2 separate regions of the Drosophila melanogaster genome follow, and region 2 is linked to region 1. The links are chromatin contacts, called in public targeted proximity ligation maps. All regions are on one chromosome and are shown on one strand. The core of a region is the stretch at or near the end of the contact, and the rest is flanking DNA. Distances in the headings are between cores, read along the strand shown. Region 1 holds the start of lncRNA:CR44868 (long non-coding RNA:CR44868). Region 2 holds the start of beat-Ic (beaten path Ic).

Region 1 (4,405 bases), core at 1,491-3,990:
TATATAAATCACTCAGCTGTCCGGCGCACACAGCGGCAGGATCCCAAGGATCCGAAAAGGAGTGACAGGGAGGGGCTTCATAAAAATTTACCGCCATAATGCTTATTTTAAAAGTCAATATGTTCGGTGCCTGTTATTTTAACACCCGGCGTGTCCAGGTGTCCTGGTCGCATCCGCTTGCGAAAAGTACGAGACAGGCGACAGGATCCGGAAAAGCTAAAGGAAGAGCAGCGGCAGGAGCAAAGTGTCAGTGGCCAACGTCACAGCCCACAACACACAACATAAACATAAAGTGAAAAGCCCGGCGAGAAAGAAGCAGGCTGTCGGGAAATAAGTTGGAAGGTCCCAGGACTCCTGGCCCTGTTTCCCCTTGCTTTCCATTTTTATTTTTACCCCCCTTTTTTTTTTTTTTTGTTTGCGGCCATCTAAAGCCAAGCGTCACATGTCGCCAGGATGAAAGGGAGCGGCAGCTTGTTGTTCATATCCTGGCCTGTCGTCCGTTTATGTGACGTGATTATGTGCAAAAAGTGCAACAGGCAGCAGGACCAACCCGTCTGACACCGTGTAAAGTAGCCCTCGAGCAATGCGGATGTCGAGGACAGGCTTGCGGGTGAGGACGAAGCCGAGGTTGAGGTTGAGGGCAACTGACGGTGGTGTCTCACCTTCGTCGACTATGAGCTGCAGGCTCGTTCGGCTTACACGTGATTTTTGCAGAAATATCGTGGGAGAGTCGCGATGCCAGAGGCGGCTGTCAGTCAACTTATTCCGGTCAATGTGTTTTATTTTCACCAGAAAAGCTGTCTGCATTTGTAAATTCAATAAAATAAGAAATCACTTTACTTGCAAACGCATTGTATAGACATTGAGTTTAAACTTGTTTGAAGAGTTTCATATCTGGGCTAAATGTATGCACATTCTCACAAGAAAACCCAGAAAGCTAGCGAGATTTGGCAATTCGATTCCTAAATATATTGTTTAGGAAGTAAACTAATCAAGTATTCATACAAACTATAGTTTTAATGTAATACTTTATATGTCTAAAGAACATATTAAGAATTTCAAGTATATTTTTCACAGAAGATATTTTCTTCCAGCACACAATTCATGCTATAAATAAATGACAGAATTTTGCCATACTTTCACTCTACTTTAATTAAAACGCAAACAATTAATAACCGTTCGCTTAGTGGGAACCGAAACAAAAACGGGTCTGGATCGGGTATAGCATAAGCAGCTGGTGACGATCGATCCACAATCGCTTGCTTATCATTTCCAGCTTTTGCTGAGTTCTCGGAACTGATGACGCATAACTTTTACTAAAAAAGCCGAAACAGCGACGAGAACGTGAAATTCAATTCGTTGACCGGGTGCCTATTTTGCTTTTTCGGTGCAACCGAATGCTATTTCAATGTGCTGGTCGCCTGTTCTATAAGCAAACTATTTAAAATGTTTTAAACTTTTCCATCCGAATTGTTGTTAAATTTTGATATAAACAAAATAAAAACATTTACACCCATTGGCGCCGACCGGTACTTGTTTATGATCGAGGCAACGGAGCGTATGCGTAATATGTACAAACGCACGTATATACGAAAAGCGTACTAAATTGCCCTTTTGTTGTTGCTCTCCTCGCTTTATGCCGTCCCTCTCACATCCACTGGGAGACTACGGCGTAACGGTGAATCCGTAAGCTTCTAGGAAATACGGTATTATTTTGTACTAATTCGAATAGGCGAGCAGCGTTTAAAAGCATGGCGACGTCTACCCACTGATAAGTGGCATTATGACTGAACCCACACAGCTACATACGCTCGTTCACATACAGATATGGGTTTGTGTTCAGATAATGATTGTGTGCGCACGTGTATTGAAATAATATATGCATACGTATATGTATTCGTCTGTTTGCTTTTTATACCAATGGGGGGGTCTGGGACTGGGGTAATTTGCTTATTGGCACTCTCACAAAGCTTTAGACTAATTTGCCTAAACATATAAGCACTGAAAGAAACTATTTTTATTTTTAAGTCGTAATCTGACTTATTCACATTACATATATATATATATATACATACATATGTATGTACATTTATTGAAAAAATGTATGCAATTTTTAAAAGATATCTGTCGACTATATTGTAAAACACAAAGAAAACAAGATTTCAGTTTTTTTAAACAATATATTTTTGTAAATTGGTTAGTTTAAAGCTTATACACGCATGCCTGCTTTTTTAGTTTTTTATTATTAACGGAATATTATTAGGAACAAGTTATAATATACAGTTTTTAGTTGTACCTATTAGGCAACGAAAAAATTGAAATCGTTGCTTTAAAGCTTAATTTTGTTTGAGTTCTTAACTAATTGTTTTCTCCAAGTGCACAGTAAAAATCAAATTTATCCATAACGTAAGTACTTCCACCAGATCACTGAACGCCTGGGATTTTGGATAAATGGTCAGCGTGGAAGAGCGGCGATACAAACGGAAAGTGCTTTCCTAGGCTCCCCGGATACAAAATGTATCTGAAGCTATTGCCCAACGGCTGATTCGGGAACTTGGAAATTCTAGGGCTAGTGACGACATCATTCTCGATCTCTTTCCAGCTGTGTGTGTCACAGCTTGTGAGCGGGGTCTCTGCCCCTCCGCTGCGGCCACTCTGCTCCATAGCTCGGTTACACAAGTCAAATTCAACCTTGGCACTTATTCACTCGAGTGGAGCGTGCGAGATGCACTCGACAAACGACTTTCAAATGGTTTCTGGTCGCTTGGTATGAAAAGTTTATAATTTCGTATTTAACAAAAAAATAATGTTTTTTCGCGTGAGGAGGGGTATGCGATCATTAAAGTTTATAAACATTTCCAGTGCCGCTCTTGCTTTTCGAGCGTTTTCTATGGAAAACGACAAGCTACCCATTAATGATGTTTAGCAGCTGAGATGTAGTCATGCATTTTACGGTTCGGAATAACAATTTGTTGCTCGGTAAATATAATACTAAGTTCACTGTTGCTACCATGCCATAAGCTACAGGAAAACTTCGATATGATGAGCACAATTCTTAGTTATGGAATCGAAAATACAATACAAATTCAAATTCTACAGTGAAATTGTAATACAATTATAATTAAAAATGCGGTAAGCTAACCGTTATTTTTAAAACTGCTTTTTACTTTATTTACTTATAATATGTATAATAATTCCAAAATTTAATTTACTGAGAAAGTGAGAATATATTTTTCCCCTATCTAGTGCGTACTGTGAAACTGATTGCAGAGGCAATCAAAAGTGTAAGTGTGTCAGCGGTCTCTCTGCCGCTGAACACGAGCAACTTGTCTCCCTCTCTTATTCCACTCACCCTCTCACTCAGACTTGTTCCGTTCGCAGTTCGCTCGCTGTTTCTCTCTCACCACCAACTGCCGTCTCTCTTACTCTCCCACCACCGGGGCGGTCAACGATCTCCGAAATTTGGAGCCCGGGTTCGTTGACCCGTCGAAAAAGAAAGCACCGTTTCTACAGCGTCACGCGCTGAGTTGTCTGATCGCCTGGTAGGCGCAACAGGCGTCTGATTTTTCTTTCAATCGTCGATCGGTGGGTGCCAGTGGTTTTGGTGGTGCTGCTTGTGCTGCTTGTGCTGCTGGGGCCCTCGATGGGTCAGGGACGGGCCCTGAACATGACACCGTTGGCGGCCACTCAACTTGGAGCGTTGAACCTTGGGCCAATCGGGGTCAGCGAACGCGCCCAAAAAAGTGGGTCAGCGAAGAGCATCCAACGCGCAGCCGTCCGGATGAAATTCACTTTCGTTTTTTATGTAGAAATCGATAGCCGGCTTTGCTCGACGACCAGGCGAACAGACAGCGCTAGTGAACGAAATGTATCTGAATCCACACTGCGTTCGTATCTGCAAATGTATCTGTATCTGCCATGTACAGTGGACGCAATCAATGAAAAAACATTCGCACTCGATGAGATTGTTTTATAGAACAAAATCTTGCGGAAATTTAATATCTCCCAGATTTTTAAAAACTTGATATATCTGCACATCACATATCCATATACCTTGTTTTGTTGTTTGTTATTATTTGAAACATCCGTACAAATTTGTCAAATTATATTTATACATATGAATGACACTGTACGTCGGCGGATGAGTTTGTTGGGCTCTACGCCTCCACCGCCTTCACTTTCGCTTTCAAATCATGATCGATAATATAGGGGCAGCGAGTAACAGGCCAACATAATGCCAAGTGGCTCGCACTTCAGTTCCAGTTGGCCGTTCGCTTCTGGTGGCCTCGTTTTCCAGTCGCTGGCTTTTTGGTTTCTCTGTGTTTTGTTGTTTTTATTTGTGTCAAAACTTAAACAATGATTGTGTACTGGGTGGGGCGACGTGTAAGCGACGTCCGGAGCAGGT
Region 2 (4,385 bases), core at 247-2,746, 88 kb before region 1:
TATTATATCCACTACTAAAATTCTATAATGTTAATTAATTTTACAAACACCTAATTGTAAAGTGACTTACGGCACAAGTCCTTTCATTATTCTGAGCTATTCATCTACTTGGATAAATTAGTTATTACGAAGTGTCAAGCAAATCGAATTATGTCTAATGCAGATTATTACAGCATGAGTAATTAGCTTAAAGCGTCTTTTACGGCACAAAATCAGTTTGCTTCTTAAATGATTGGTTACAGTAATCTGGACAAAAGATTAGAACTACATGGTCATTCATTCTTTGGAGTTTTTTTTGTTTAATGAATCCTAATTTTCAAAGCTAATCTAGAAATTTATTTTTTATTTTATTTGTGTGTAATCGCACTGCCGAAACATATTTCTCCTGCCAAAAATCTGCTTGGTTTTGCAAAATCCACAGCCTACATGACCGTAAATTATATTTTAAGAGTCCCAACAAAAAGCCGGAGCAAAATCACAGATACAGATATCATCATCACCCAGTCGGAACGCTCAACTGAAAGTAACTCACCTTTGGGTAACTGGTGAACAACACAAATGTTATGACTGCCGGCAGTTGTTGTCTTTGTGTGTTGTGATTGTTGTTGTGCCGGCAATAAATTAACTTATTTTAGCACGTTACACGACTTCCCACACCCAGGCGCACACACACTCAACTTGGCTGCTTTTCTTTTCGCACATACACATGACACTAGATGGGCGGTGGGTGGGTTTGGTTTACTGAAAGGACAACGTCAGGGGATTTTTGGCCCGTCCAGAATATATATCCCGCACTGGAGAATAGGGCTTGACCTATGCCCTTACTTTAGTATTTTGCGGATTTTGCACATTTCTCACATATTTTTCATAATTTTCGCGAGCAAATCGCGTAGGACCAAAAAAGTGTGTACGAAATAAAAGTTTGGCGAAACGAAAAAGTTTGTCCTGTTTGCAGTGTTCGGGTTTTTTTTTGTTTGTTTTGGAAACACTCAAATCTCTGGTGAAATATTAATTTTCACAAATTCTGACACTTTTTTTTAGCGGGCATTTGCTTGGCCCGCCGAACTGCAGATTCTTTCGCAATTTTTGTTATACGAATTTTTTGTGTTGTCTGGTTGCGCTGTTGTTTATTCTTTGTTGTGATGGGGATTTTATTAAAATTTATTAGCTCGCTGGCCCTCGTCGTTGGCACTGTTGTTGTGGTTGCACCCGTGGGCGATGGCGACAGCAGAGCGAACCAAACGATTTGACATTATCAACGTAACTGAAGCATCAGCGGCAGGAAGCTGTCGGCCCTCGCCGGAATCCCAACAACAGCAGCTGCTGCTGAAGGACCCGATGCCGATGCTGTTAAGTAGAAGCTGGAATCGAAGGAATTCGGCTGTACGTACTCGTGTCCTGCCAGCGAGAGCACAGAATAAAGAGCTGAGCCACTCGGCACTTGACGAAACACGAGCCGAGGCTGGGGAAATTTCAGAGAGTGCGGGAGAAAGCAGCTAAAAGAGAGGTTGTGTTTCGTTGATGAAAAGCTTTCGTGTTCGAAAAGTGAGTTGCTTGTTAACAGGGATTCATTGGGATTTATTTAACTGATAACTTAACAGACTCTGTAAACTTACATTGGGTAATGTAATTCTCAGGAAACAGGAATCCCCGTTTAATTATTATAATAACATCAACATATTTATTTACTATTAATACTAATTCGTGTTCTCCTAACCTTTTCTTTAAACTAAGGTCTAACAAAAATCTTAATGGCTATTACACTAAACGGTACGATTAGTTGTACGCAGCTAGTAAATAAAATGAAGTCCTGCATTGAAATTGAATATAAATTGAATCTCTTTTAAATGAAATTTAAATAAATCGAGAATTAAAATTTACTGGCGTGGCATCCATGAAAAGGAGAAACTGAAGCCTGAACCTTAGGAGACAGCGACTAAAGTGGTCAACAACAAACGGAACTAATGCACAACATGCAAAATGGAAACCATATTGACAAGATGCAGTATCCATGGAGAAAACTGTAGGACGGGTGGAAAATAGAGCAGCAGCGGTTGAAACATAAAGCAATAAACAAGAAAATACCAAATGCATACGAGCCAGCAAACATGACAAGCAGCACTGGCAGCAAACAAAATAGAAAGGATACATGAGAACACGAATCTATATGTAGACACATATATTTGATATACATACATATATCCATGGTGGTGGATATCCTGTGTGAGAAAGCTTTGGCTAGACAATAACTGTAAAATGTAAATATTAATATTGTCATAATAGACAAGATAACTTGAAAGGCAGCAGGCGGAGGAGTGTGTGGGGTGTTTGGAGATGATAACGACGACGGCCAAGCGGATACGATGATGATTGCCCCTATGGATCTCGATCCTGACGAATAACCGCTAAAGTGCCGTTAAGCTGCGCACTACCGAATGCGAGCATTTCAAAGCGAAACGAACGAACAGCAAATGGGAAACAGAATACAAAATGTCAGCTCATTTCCGGTTGCTTAATTTGAAATCGTTGTGCCAAAAATTACAAATGAGCTGACAATGGCACCGAAGGAACCAAACAAGCGAAAAATAACAGGACACGGCAGGACATGGCTGCCAGACAGAGAGGACCATGGCGACAATAAGCACAAAATAGCAGCGTCTAATACGCAAAATAAACGAGAACTGGCCACAGCATGACAGCCAGGATAACACTGGCCAGCTGGGCGCAGTCCTTTTGCCCCTTTGCCCCTTTGCCCCACAGTCCCCTCCCCAGTAAAAACTCGCACCACACAGCCCCTCGTGTTTTACAATTTAACGCACATCCTAGCAAGGCAACGCCCCATAGTTTAATTTTTGTCTCCTCGATGTGTGCATGAAATTCGTGCACTTAGCAAAAAGCATACGAACAAAATCGTTGATAAAACAAGTATTTTTGATCTTAAAGAGTGTTGATTGACTCACATTGCAATATTTTTGAATTATTCGTTCTCTTATATGAAACTTATATTTCACTTTAAAGAATAGATTAAAATTGTAAAGGTTAAATAAAATAAACTCGGAAGCAAATTTTATTCATCGCCCTATTATTTAGGAATCATTATAATTTTCGCATCTAATTAATTTTTTTTTTTACTATGACATTTCGCTGTGTGTTCCCTCCCTCTCTGTCACTCATTCATCTCTATCTCTCTTCCGCTGGGCTTGCTCCACTCTAATCTAATGACGACAAGCATGAGGGCCGGGGAAAGCTCCTCTGATAACCACGGCTTTGAGTGTCGCTCTTTTATTGCGTATACGCCATGTGCATCTCACATACTCACACAGAGACGGACGCCACAATGTGTCGAAAATTTGGTGCGTCCATCGTCATTCACCTTTTCGTTGAGTGCAGGCGATAAAATGTTCGGCGAGCACACAACCTACAACCATCAAGATCTTTCCAGGACCTCCTCTCCACTTTTCTTGCCCTTCAAGAAATTTTCTATCTGCTGACAGCAGTAGGAACCACTGCCAAATGGTCAAGTGGGAGACTTTGAGTAAAGTGAATAAGGTGAATTCGATTGCTTTTGAAACAATGTGAACTTTTGAGTAAATATTATCATTTATCTTAGTCTTTAAATGTGGCTAAAAATGTGGAGTATAACAAGTAAGAATTGACCATATATGTGACCATATATAAAAAAGAAAAAAAATTATGATAGATGTTCTTTCAACTAAGTTGAGTCCTAAGAATTGTGTCTCTTTTTCCCAATGAACCAGAACGCAACTAATAAACCCGCTTACACCTTTCCTAGCGGTTCACCATAAACTTTATTAACGTTCATCAACTAATTGACTAATTTATGCAAGTCAAATAAATGTCATGTCAACATATAATTAATTGTGGCGCCCAATGTGCCGCTAAGTAAACGTGGGAATGCGGAAATTTCCTAATTTATGCATGATTTAAATTTACCACGGAGAAGTCGTTCTCTTTTCGCAGCTAATTAAATTTTTGTAATTGAAAAACATAACAAACAAAGACAGTGCATGGTAAGGGAAAACTAAGCCTCTTCTTAGGGACCAAGAGTCGACTGTTTTTCGCAACTTGCCCTGCACTTTTGAGGTCATCCTGGGAGTCTCTTAGGATGTCCTTAGACTTGTCAGCGGCTCCTTCTGTTGGCCAGCATAATTTTGTTATTGTTTTTGCATTGCATTACAAGCAACTACGGAGCAACTCTTGCTGCTGCTTCTTAATCTATTGGATTAGTGAAAATTCAATTAGGCCAGGCCAAGGAGCCTCCATCTGCTGCGCAGGATCCAATGAAATTAAATTGCGAGCTCTTCAACTTAAAGTATGACACTTCGATGTCCAAATATTCCCTGTGCTATCGGCAGCAATTACTT

The links.
Region 2: a contact with region 1 is called in a targeted proximity ligation map of the Kc167 cell line, with 1.8 times the contacts expected there. A contact is called at or near these places in 4 of 107 Hi-C or Micro-C datasets (the Clone 8 cell line, the Kc167 cell line and embryo) and 2 of 7 datasets of targeted methods (both in the Kc167 cell line).

What each region holds. Positions count from the first base shown.
Region 1 is chr2L:15,910,893-15,915,297 of dm6, reverse strand. lncRNA:CR44868 (long non-coding RNA:CR44868) reads right to left here and starts at 2,740. Exons shown (of 1, transcript NR_124298.1): 1 at 2,189-2,740. All of the region lies in intron 2 of beat-Ib (beaten path Ib), which reads left to right. It overlaps lncRNA:CR44867 (long non-coding RNA:CR44867), which reads right to left and starts at 3,607. Exons shown (of 1, transcript NR_124297.1): 1 at 3,236-3,607.
Region 2 is chr2L:15,997,402-16,001,786 of dm6, reverse strand. It overlaps beat-Ic (beaten path Ic), which reads right to left and starts at 1,496. Exons shown (of 8, transcript NM_001299041.1): 1 at 533-1,496. lncRNA:CR43825 (long non-coding RNA:CR43825) reads right to left here and starts at 2. Exons shown (of 3, transcript NR_073787.1): 1 at 1-2.